Linked DNA regions of Mus musculus: region 2 is linked to region 1. The links are chromatin contacts, called in public HiChIP or PLAC-seq maps. All regions are on one chromosome and are shown on one strand. Each heading gives the region's core, a stretch centred on a gene start, on an enhancer-like site or on the middle of the called end of the contact. The rest is flanking DNA. Distances are from core to core; before and after follow the strand shown. Region 1 has its middle 22 kb from the start of Gm32137. Region 2 overlaps Gm13986 (predicted gene 13986).

What was found. HiChIP or PLAC-seq counts read pairs in DNA pulled down with a chosen protein or histone mark.
Region 2: a contact with region 1 is called in an H3K27ac HiChIP or PLAC-seq map of embryonic fibroblasts, with 8 times the contacts expected there. The contact joins two enhancer-like sites.

The regions. Positions count from the first base shown.
Region 1 is chr2:117,459,269-117,464,512 of GRCm38.p6, forward strand. No RefSeq gene overlaps it. Among named protein-coding and RNA genes, the nearest start is that of Gm32137, 22 kb to the left of the region's middle. Within about 2 kb of position 2,508, at least 22 of the 459 cell types and tissues checked have an H3K27ac peak or open chromatin away from gene starts, as enhancers often do. A contact at or near this core is called in embryonic fibroblasts, where this site is marked.
Region 2 is chr2:117,996,698-118,002,240 of GRCm38.p6, forward strand. All of the region lies in intron 8 of Gm13986 (predicted gene 13986), which reads right to left. Among named protein-coding and RNA genes, the nearest start is that of Gm25308, 78 kb to the right of the region's middle. Within about 2 kb of position 3,159, at least 26 of the 459 cell types and tissues checked have an H3K27ac peak or open chromatin away from gene starts, as enhancers often do. A contact at or near this core is called in embryonic fibroblasts, where this site is marked.

The sequences.
Region 1 (5,244 bases), core at 1,258-3,757:
TCCCTCCCTCTCCCTTCCCTCCTCTCGTCACCCCTTCTACTCTCATGTTAGGTGTAAGTGTTATAATCCAAGTTCTCGTATGAGAGAATGGATACACATCTGTCTTTCTGAGTCAAACTTAATTTGCTTACTGTAGTGATCTTCAGGTCCGTCCATTTTCTATGTAAATTATATACTTTTGTTCTTTATGGAAGAATAAAATCCCATTGTGTTCTTATAAAATAGTATGAGGAACTTAAAAGGGATACATTCTGAGTCCAAGGGTAGAGAGGTTCACTGCACAAACTTGGTGATGAATCCTTAGAGGGATGCCTTTCCTACTTTCTTTCTACACACTCTCTCCCCCTTCCTCCTTCCTTCCTCCTCCCTCCTTCATTCCCTCCCTCCCTTCCTCTCTCTCTCTCCCTTCTTCCTTCCTTCCTTCCTTCCTTCCTTCCTTCCTTCCTTCCTTCCATCCACTCTTCCTTCCTTCCTTCCTTCCTTCTCTGTCTGTCTGTCTGTCTGTCTGTCTGTCTGTCTGTCTGCAAGTACAAGCTATGAGTTACTCTGCTAGGTGCTGAGGTTCACTTGTGATCATGCCAGATGTGCGTGGAAGCAGACCTTCTTTCATTCTGATATTTTCCTTCTGTGAGAGAGACTTCCTGAACTCATAGTGTTTGGGGAGGGGACAGGAAGAGCGAACTCTCAAAGGAAGGTGCATGAGTACCCAGCAGAGGACAGAGGACAGAATCTGCAAACATTGATTATTGCAGAAAGATGCTTCACCACTGATTCATGGCTTGTGAGTTTCAAGTAAAACTTTTTGTGGTTTCTAAACCATTTTCTATCTCATTTTCAATTTTGAGCTAGCCTCCACCAGAGAACACTCTGACATCCAAACAAACAGAATAAATGATTAAACAGACTGTCAATGAGGCGAATATGTCCACTGACCCAAGTTAAAAGGTGACAGATTCCAATTATGCTTAAAACATTCCCCTGGCGCACTGAGCCAACACTGGTGCCTTTTGCTGATATAAATGATCAGAATTCTTCAAGCTTGATTGTAGCTCTACCACGTGGAAGTGGAATTAAATGTTAACTTTTAATACTATTTTATTTTTATTTGTGTGTGTGTGTGCATGTGTGTGAGCGCACACGCATGCATGTCAGTGCTCACAAAAGTCAGAATCAAATACCCTGGAGCCGGAGTGACAGGTGGTTGTGAGCCATTCACATGGATGCTGGGAACAAAATGCATGCAACTTCTCAGGATCAGTTGGCTCAGGATTGCAAAATTCATCAAAGGCAGGAAGGGGAGTTTCCTGATTCCTCATACCTTCATCATCTCTGCCTACATGTTATTCTCTTTTTCCTGTGATTGCATGTGTGTCCTGCATTCCCATCCTCCTTCTGGAGGTACTTGCTCTACTGACTCTCCTCTCCTTGGATACCTATGTCTTTCTCCATCTTTGCTCCTATTTTTCTTTGCTAAGACACAGAGCATCTCAGATTGTAGATTATATTTGCTCTGAGCTAGACTGCTTGTGGTCCTTGGATGACATTACTTCTGCTATGCCTGTGTCTATAATGGTTTGGAGGAAAGTGTCCTACTGGATCTTCCAAGTCTAGCCAACAGCAATAGTTGTGCTGAGAACATCTTCGAAGGTAAACTCTGGATGATACAGGTCTCAAGTCACAACAGCAACTCTCAATCACTCTGGAAGTGTTCATGAATGGCTTCCAACTGTTCCATCATCTCAGTACCAAGTGCCAGTAACTCTAGAAGAATAAAATCTGACAGAATCCCAACTTACCTCTTTAACCAATCAATCTTCATTCTGCTTGACTTCTGGAATGGAAGAGAAAGCTGAGAAGTTACATCATTTAATAAGGCATGAGTATAATCCACAGTTGGTCTGGGTGCCTTTTAAGCCAATGTACTTCTGTAAGTGTGTTATTTGGGTTTTGAGGGAGAGGTGTAGAGAAGAGAATTACATCATGGACTTACTTGGAAAAAGCCTTCACATTTTATTTAATAATGAGCCAGACTGTGAGGTCCCCAGATAAGCTGCTCATGGATATTAGAGTTATTTTGATTGACATAGAACCAGACATAAAACTGATGTAGGAATATCATAGTATAGATAAGTCAGTATGTACTGACTTAACCTGATTTAATAATTGAATCTAGAAACCTAACTCCATCATATAACCTGGCTATTCAGATACTTACCCAGTTATTGCACCCTGCCTCTGATCACTTACCACATTCCTCTGCCTGGTTTTGGTTCTCTCTTCTTGTTTTCTGGCTCACCCCTTTCTTCACTCCGTGTCCCTTACTCACTCACCAGAATCCATATCTCTTTTCTTAACCAAAATTCCCCTTTCCTATGGTATGGCTTCATGCCAGAAATAATAAAGATGGTGGAAAATTTCCTTGTGGTTAGAGGTAAAACCAACAGCGGAGGAAGCCTGTCCTCTACTCCCCTCCCCTGCCCACAACTCAGCCCAGCTATGCACTTTGGCTCAGAGTGGGGACTTCACAACTTGTGGTTAGAGGATCTGAGTGATTCTTGTTCACTTTGCTGCCCTAATGTGGGCTTGGATGCAGCTAACAAGTTTCTGGGGGTCCTAGAGGATGGGGAAAGCACTGGGCAAGCACAGGTCTTCCTTGGACATAGTGGTTGAATACCAAGAAGTGTCCACAAACTGTTTCCTCCAGTGGCTAGCCAGCAAACATGAGGACCCAATGGAACTAAGTTCTACATACCTTATGGGGCAATCTGGCCCTATTAAAATAGTGCTCTGTGGGTGTGGGTTTGTTCATTAGAGAATTTCCAGGACTCCTGAAATGCTTGTGGGTAACCTGGCATTTCCTCAATGACCTGGCTGCAGAGATCCCTAACTAGCTTCAGGGATCTTAGCCTCTGTGCTCGACAAAGGCATCTGTGTGAAAATCAGTCACAGGAAACACATGGAAATTCCGGAGCCTTGAGTTTTCTATTATGTACAAAACTACCAACTGTCAAATCTAGGGTATGGCCAAGAGCTCAAATGTCAATCAAGTAGGGATGAGTCTGCACCTCTTATTATCTCTGGCTCATTTTCAAAACCATCTTTCAGTTCTTTGTCTAGGGGGTGAGACTCCATGTTAGCATGCCTGTTGATATTGTTATTGTCCTGGTCTTGTTTAGGCAGCTGTTTCTAGGACACACATTGTTAAGGTAGACTTTCTAGCTTCCTGGGTCTTGCAGTCTTTCTGCCCAACTCTTTTCCTGATGTTCTCTGAACCTTCAATGCAGGAGTCGTGCTGAAGATATACCTTTTGGGGCTGGACTCCACACCACCCATTGATCACTACAGTGTGGCCAGTTGGTTTTCTGTAATGATCTCTATTTGCTGTAAAGACAAAAATGAAGGGATAAGAGTTGCACTTATTTGTGGGAATAAGGAGATGATCCAAGACGTAGTAAGGAATTAGGCTAATAGTAAAATGATTATAGGAGATTTTTCCTAAGATTCATGGCTTCACTAAACCCAGTAGTTGGCTCAGTTTCAGGTACCAAGCCTGACATCTCTCCTGTTGAGTGGGCTTTAAATTCACTTAGACAGCTGCGGGCTGCCAACGTAAGTGCTATTATTGCTCCTTTATTGATATCTTGCTCTGCAGCTCAGCACTATGGTTCATAGGTGTCACAGCCAGAGAGGACTTTTCATTGCTTCATTCCCTTGGCAACTTGCATAATACGTTCATTCTAGTACTATGGAAGCTAGACTTCAGAAAGAAGGATTTCAGGTTAGCTCCAGCTTAAATCATCCATGTCCTACATGTACAGTGTCTTCAGAGATAAGGATTTACCTTCATCTCTGAGAGGCAACCAAGGGCAAAACTAATGGCCTATATTGTCTTGGAAGTCACTTGAACCACCCCTAGCAACAATTTATGTATGCATTATATATATATATATATATATATATATATATATATGTGTGTGTGTGTGTGTGTGTGTGTGTGTTATATATAATTTTAGATAATTGTAAAATAATATCATCCCCCAGGCTTTATCAAGCAACCTTGGCGTCAATGTGTCTCTCCTTCCTTCCTCTGTATTGTCTTTCCTCCCCTCTCTCCTATTAAACCACCTCTCCATTTTCCCTTTCCTTCTTCGTATCACATGTATTCTGCTATTCCCTTCCCCATGTCACCTACTCACTCATAGTTTCTTGGTTTCTGCAATTATTGCACGTTATATACTCACACCTGAAGATCTGGAGCTAGGAATCACAGAAGAGAACAACATGTGGTGTTTGTCTTTCTGAGTCTGGGTAACCTTATTCAACATACTTTTTCCATCAATTTATCTGCAGAGAGGGAGAATTAGCCTCTCTAATGGGCAAGACCCATAATTGGTTATCCAACACACAGTATTCAACCCTGAAACCATTCTCAAGCAACAAAAATAAACTTAGCATCTTGTATTTACATATTTGTGAACACCCCTCCACACACACACACCAGTTTTCTATTGCTGTATTAAAATAGCATAACGAAGTCAACTTATGAAAGGAAGGGTTTATTGTGGCTTACAGTTCCAGAGGGCTAGATAGATTCCATGATGGTGAAATCAAGGCATGAAGGCAGGAACCACTGAGAGCTTACACCTCAAACCTGCAGGCAGGATGCACAGGGATCTCTCTGCGGACTCTGGGGGCCTTCTGAAACCTCAAATTGACCCAGGTGACACACATCCTCCAACAAGGCCACATATCCTAATCTCTCAAAAACAGCCACCAACAGAGGATAAGTATTCAAATGTCCAAGACTTATGAGGGATATTCACTGAAAACAGAGGGCAAATGATGTAATTATATTTTAATTAAAATGTATGAAATAAAAACCTGACTTTTTTTTTTTTTTTTTTTTTTTTTTTTTACTATTTGTTAGTGTCAACTCCTGGATGCTGAGACCAATTACCATTTTCTTAATTCTCTTTGAAGTTCAGAGGTAATGACTTTCTGGGACTAGTCAGAATTTTCTACTTTCTTTTTTTTTAAATGTGAAATGTAGTACAGAGGTTAATATTCTGAATGGAGACTGAGTTACCCTTTCCCAATTGATGCCGAGCCTATATCCTGTAAGACCCATGGTCTTTATTTTTGGAGGGGGTAATTAGATAAATAAGTTTTGTGTTATCTGTGTTATCTGCAACACAGTACACACGTTGGTCCATGGAGATGTTCTTGAGGGCTAGAAGCTCTCCT
Region 2 (5,543 bases), core at 1,909-4,408, 540 kb after region 1:
GCATAGATCTGACTCTCTGGATCTAAGCTCAGGACCACCCTGAATCGTTGAAGGAGAAACATGGGAGGGGAGGGATTGATCTCACCCCAACTTTCCTGTGGTTAGTCAAACCCTCAGCCACGTTTAAGCAACTTAGAAAGCCTCCCAAATGTGTCATCATGACTTACAATAACGCCTTAACGTTTGACAAAGACGGCGAATCCAATGCCTGGTTAATGGGGAAGTGGGTCCTCGTGTTCTGCTCCACTGACGTTGGTCCTCCAACTTTGGTTGTGTAATTACTATTTAGACTTTTCAGGGCCTTTTCAGAAACACAGGAGTATCCCCTCAGCTCCCACCTGTTAAGACCCTCTGCTAAACCAACAGTGCCACAGAATCGTATCCCGTTTCTGATTTTAGCCAAAGGATGTTCCCAACCAAAGAGACACATATTAGCACTATAAGTCTTGTTTATTTGGGGGCATCCACATGGAGACAGGGGGTAAGGAGGAGGTATAGGATGTGGAGCAGTAGAAGGGTGGAAGGGGGTGCAGGGAATGGAATATGGAATGTAAAAAAATAAATTAATTTAAAAAAATAAAAAACCATATACATTATTAGGTTCATAATAAAAAGCTGAGCCTTCTCTTTTCATGCTGATTATCAGGCACCAGGATCTGCAGCATATTTCCTGCAGAGCTATGAGTTGCCTGCCTGGAATCAGAGACAGGCTCAAGAACTCAAGCTTCCCAGGTAAGCTGGATCTCAGGCAATGGAGAGTGCCTGCAGCAGTTCACCACAGCTTCCCTCCAAATCTGGGAAACACCAGTTCAGGAACACTGGCGTCTTTTTGTCCTCATACGGTATCTAGGAAGGCAACTGCAGTGCACAAAATGAGCCCCTGGCTTAACCACATTGCCTGGGAATAGAAAGGATGCCCTTGGAATCCTAAAGAAGGCCACCCCAAAGCTTGATCTCCAGTTGCATGCATCAGGCAAGTAGACACAGGTAACCTAGGAGGGTTAGCACTTGAAAGGAGTTCCTTCTCCCGTGTCATTTTGAATGTTCTGGCTTCCTTAGCCACAACCCAAGAGAAGCCCAGGAGCCATCGATCTGAAACATTTCAAAGGAAGACTAGATTTGTACTAGACCCTTCATGTCCCTACACAGTACCCTACCCACAAGCATTTGGGTTGGGCAGCCCACCATGGCCAGTGCGATCCCTAGGCTGCCACCCACCCTAAGCCCCTTGTGGTTTTGACTACACCAAGTAAATTTTCTTGAAACATCCTTAACACTTCTGGATTTCTGCTTTAATATCAATACATTTATTTTTTACTAATTTGCTTGAGAAATAGTCTGTATTAAGCAGGAGTTTGTTTGTAGCTCTCATATTCCAAATACCATGTTTGACCCAGAATATGATGGAGTGGAATTTCTGGAGTTTGCCATCTACTCTGGAAACAAATTAAGACAAATCAATGATCATAAAATCGAATAGTCACATCTTAAGAGGTTCCATATGCACCATGTTCAACTGTGTGCTTGCCAGAGCCTCAATGCTGGCTGACAGAGTAGCCAGGACAGTTACTCGGTGGGTAAGCCTCAGGAAACATCTACAGTCTAAATGTTTCTAGCTGCATTTAATCAATAGGAAAACTGAACTTCAGACTACAAATGGATGAGCTCAAATATGGAACCTAGTCTAACTACAGAATCCACTTTGTTCCACTTCAATGTTTCTAAACAGCAAGTGAAGAAAAGAGAAAGGGAAAAAGAAAGACACGATATCAAACTCACATGCATGAGATGTTATTGTCTTAATTGATCAACTTCAGCTCATCTTTTAATATTCAGAAATGTCTCAGTCACAGGTGAGGTGCTGTAAGATAGTCGCACTAACTCCCAGCCTGTGGAATCCAGCCTCTCAGAGTCACCCCACCCCCCATTCTATACTCTAATGTTCTCTCTAAAGCATCTATAGCCACACACTCTGAAAACAGAACTAGATTCCAAGAGCATCTTTTAGCTTCCCAGGTGATGGATGGCAATGAGGAGCTGCTGTGTGGTACCCAAGATGCCCTCTTGAATACTCAGTAAAAGCAAACAACGTATCTTATACACTGTCTTAGTCATGGTTTCTATTCCTGCACAAACATCATAACCAAGAAGCAAGTTGGGGAGGAAAGGGTTTATTCCGCTTACACCTCCATACTGCTGTTCATCATCAAAGGAAGTCAGGACTGGAACTCAAGCAGGTCAGAAAGCAGGAGCTGATGCAGAAGCCATGGAGGGATGTTCTTTACTGGCTTGCTTCCCCTGCCTTGCTCAGTCTGCTCTCTTATAAAACCAAGACTACCAGCCCAGAGATGGTCCCACCCACAAGGGGCCTTTCCCCCTTGATCACTAATTGAGAAAATGCCTTACAGTTGGATCTCATGGAGGCATTTCCTCAACTGAAGCTCCTTTCTCTGTGATAACTCCAGCTGTGTCAAGTTGACACAAAACTAGCCAATACATACACACACACATGTACACACACATGCACACACACACAAACAAACAAATCCAAATACGTTTCTTGGCTGCTATCTTAAAGCTTACTTCTATCCCCAATTTCTGGGAAGATTATTCCTACATTGTGCCCTTAGGAGGAGGTGTCCTATACACACCTAAGTTGTAAACTCCTCCACCATGGATAACACACCACCTGGAGATGACTCGGGGAGTGGAGAGGTTTTCTCTCAATGTCCACCTTCCCACATAATTTGTAACCTGATACTTGACCAGCCTTTAATTCCATCATAGATTCTGCTTTCCAGCCATCTTATAAATAAACACACCTAGTTCAAAGAGGTGGGTTTTTTTTTAAGATAACAGAAAAGATACCTTTATTTAATAATCTTCACACCTAGGTACTATATAACCTGGACATTTTATCCTACTTAAAACAGACAATATTTCCACTGGAAAACTAAATAGTCACTGCTCAGAGCCTGAGGCATTGGGAAGAGAGATTAGAGGAGAGAAAGGCAAGTGTTAAACACTAAGGCAAGAGGAAATGAAATAACCTCCCAGCATCTTAGCCCCAGAAGCTGCCGTGAGCCTGTCTGGGGCCTCAGCCACAGGAAACGCCAAGGCTATTACTCGCCTTCACCATTGGGTTGTGTTTTATTGCTATTCATTAAGGAGATCGTTCCCATCAGCCTTATCATCCCCTTCTTGGCTCTCCGTCCGTTTGAGTCAGACCTGAAACATTTACCTTCACAAAGACTGTCCAATCTTTTGTCTAGACACATACAACTTCTACTAGAACTCTGCTGAGCAGGGTCAGAGAAAAAGCTGGTAAACACATAGACTTTATGTGGCAGCTGACCAGTGTGGACATAGAAGTAAGAACAGAGGAGACAGAAAAGGGGGGTGGGGGAGCTAGAAATATAAGTGTGCAGGGGAGCTGAAAACACAATGAACCCTCTTTGATTGAAAAGACTGAGCAGAGAATTTAGAGGACCTTTGAAAGAGCTTACAAATCTCCACTGCAACTTGGTCTCAAAGACCTCCAGGACCTTTGCTCATTCTGTTGCCTCTGCCAGGATGGCTGTAGTCCTCATCTTGCCCTCCTTTTCCTGCAGCCAACTTTTCTTTATTCTGCAAGTTGTATTCTAAAGTCTGTGTCCTCAGGAAAAACGTTTCTAGCTAATAGCTCAGGTAGACTGCCAGTGTATCATCTCATGACTTTGCCAGTAAAGACTCACAGCACTGTAATTAAAGGGTGATGTCTACATGGCTATTTGGAGAATGACTACCTAGGGTCATTAGTTGCTGAGTGTTTTCTAAATTGTCTTATAATGCACCTAATTGCAATTTCTAAGTGGTACTATTACAAAAGCAGTGTACATGGTTACACTAAATAATTAATGTTATCTCCCTGGCTAGATTTTCAACTCCTTGATGGCACAATTGTTTAGGCCTGTATATCTTTGGATGCCTACCCACAACCTAACACTGCATCCAACATGTAGTTGGAGACCAAAATGCTACATGTTACATGAGAGTGATCTGTAGGGCTCCCAATATAAAAGGGGAGAAGACAGTGAGAAGTTACCCTAAAGATAGATTGTGCCTATTTAGGATGGACATGTGGCTCCCAACATCACAGTTGCCCCAAAGACTAATAAGAAGCCTGTTCTGATCTAACATCCCCAACACAGATTTGACAGATTCTTATTCTAATGCTGCTTTGATGGGCAAAGAAGAAAAAACTTAGTAATCTGCTTCATTACACAATGGTAGAAACACATAAATACTTTTGTTTTTCTACAATGTTAGCATTTTTAGTAACAGCAAATTCACAAAATAGGATGGTTTCCTTGGCAGCAATTTCCCAAATCATGCTACTTTCTTTGATAACCAACCAAGACAAACCTAGGTTCTTTTATTCCAATCTTAATTACTAATACTAACTTTAAGACTGCACATTCATTACACATCACACAGTTAATATACCCATATATGCATATGTATAAATTCCTATATAAAGGATGAGGAAGATGCAGCAGACTTTAAAAAGTTTCAAAGAATCCTGAGGGGCTGAAGCTGGGGACTAATTGAGCTTTAAAGATAGTATCTTTGAGAACAAGATAACAAACCTAGGCTGGGATGATGATAATGATGATGACTACGACGACAATGATGATGGTATAAAGTCAGGCCTCGGGATCATAGATAAACTAAAGAAGCTAAAAGCAGATATACTAAATCTAATAGAAGAGAAAGTGGAAAATAGCCTTGAACACATTGGCAGAGGAGACAATTTCCTGAACAGAACACCAATGGCTCAAGCTCTAAGATCAACAATTGATAAATGTGACCTCATGAAACTACAAAACTTCTGTAAGGCAAAGGATACTGTCAATAGGAAAAATCTGCAGCCTACATATTGGGAAAAGATCTTAACTAACTGTACATATTACAAATTGCTAATATCCAAAATATATAAAGAACTCAAGAAGTTAGACTCAAAAAAAAAAACCCAAATAACCCAACTAAAAATGGGGTACAGTGCTAAACAGAGAATTCTCAGCAGATGAATCTTAAATGTCTGAGAAACACTTGAAATGTTCAGCATCATTTTCATCAGGAAAATGCAAATCAAAACAACCCTGAGATTCCACCCTACACCTATCAGAATGGCTAAGATAAAAAAAAAAACTAAAGAGACAGAACATGCTGGCAAGGATGTGGAGAAAGGGGAACACTCCTCCATTGCTGGTGGGATTGCAAACTGGTACAACCACTCTGGAAATCAATCTGGCTGTTTCTCAGAAAACCAGTAAAAGTTCTACCTGAAGACCCAGCTATATCACTCCTGGGCATGTACCAATAGATGTTCCACCATACCAAAGGACATATGCTCAGCTATGTTCATAAGCAGAGACTGGAAACAACTCAGATGTCCTTCAATCAAAAAAATGGGTCCAGAAAATGTGGTTCATTTACACAATGGACTACTATTCAAGCTATTAATAACAACAAGATCACAAATTTTACAGGCAAATGGATGG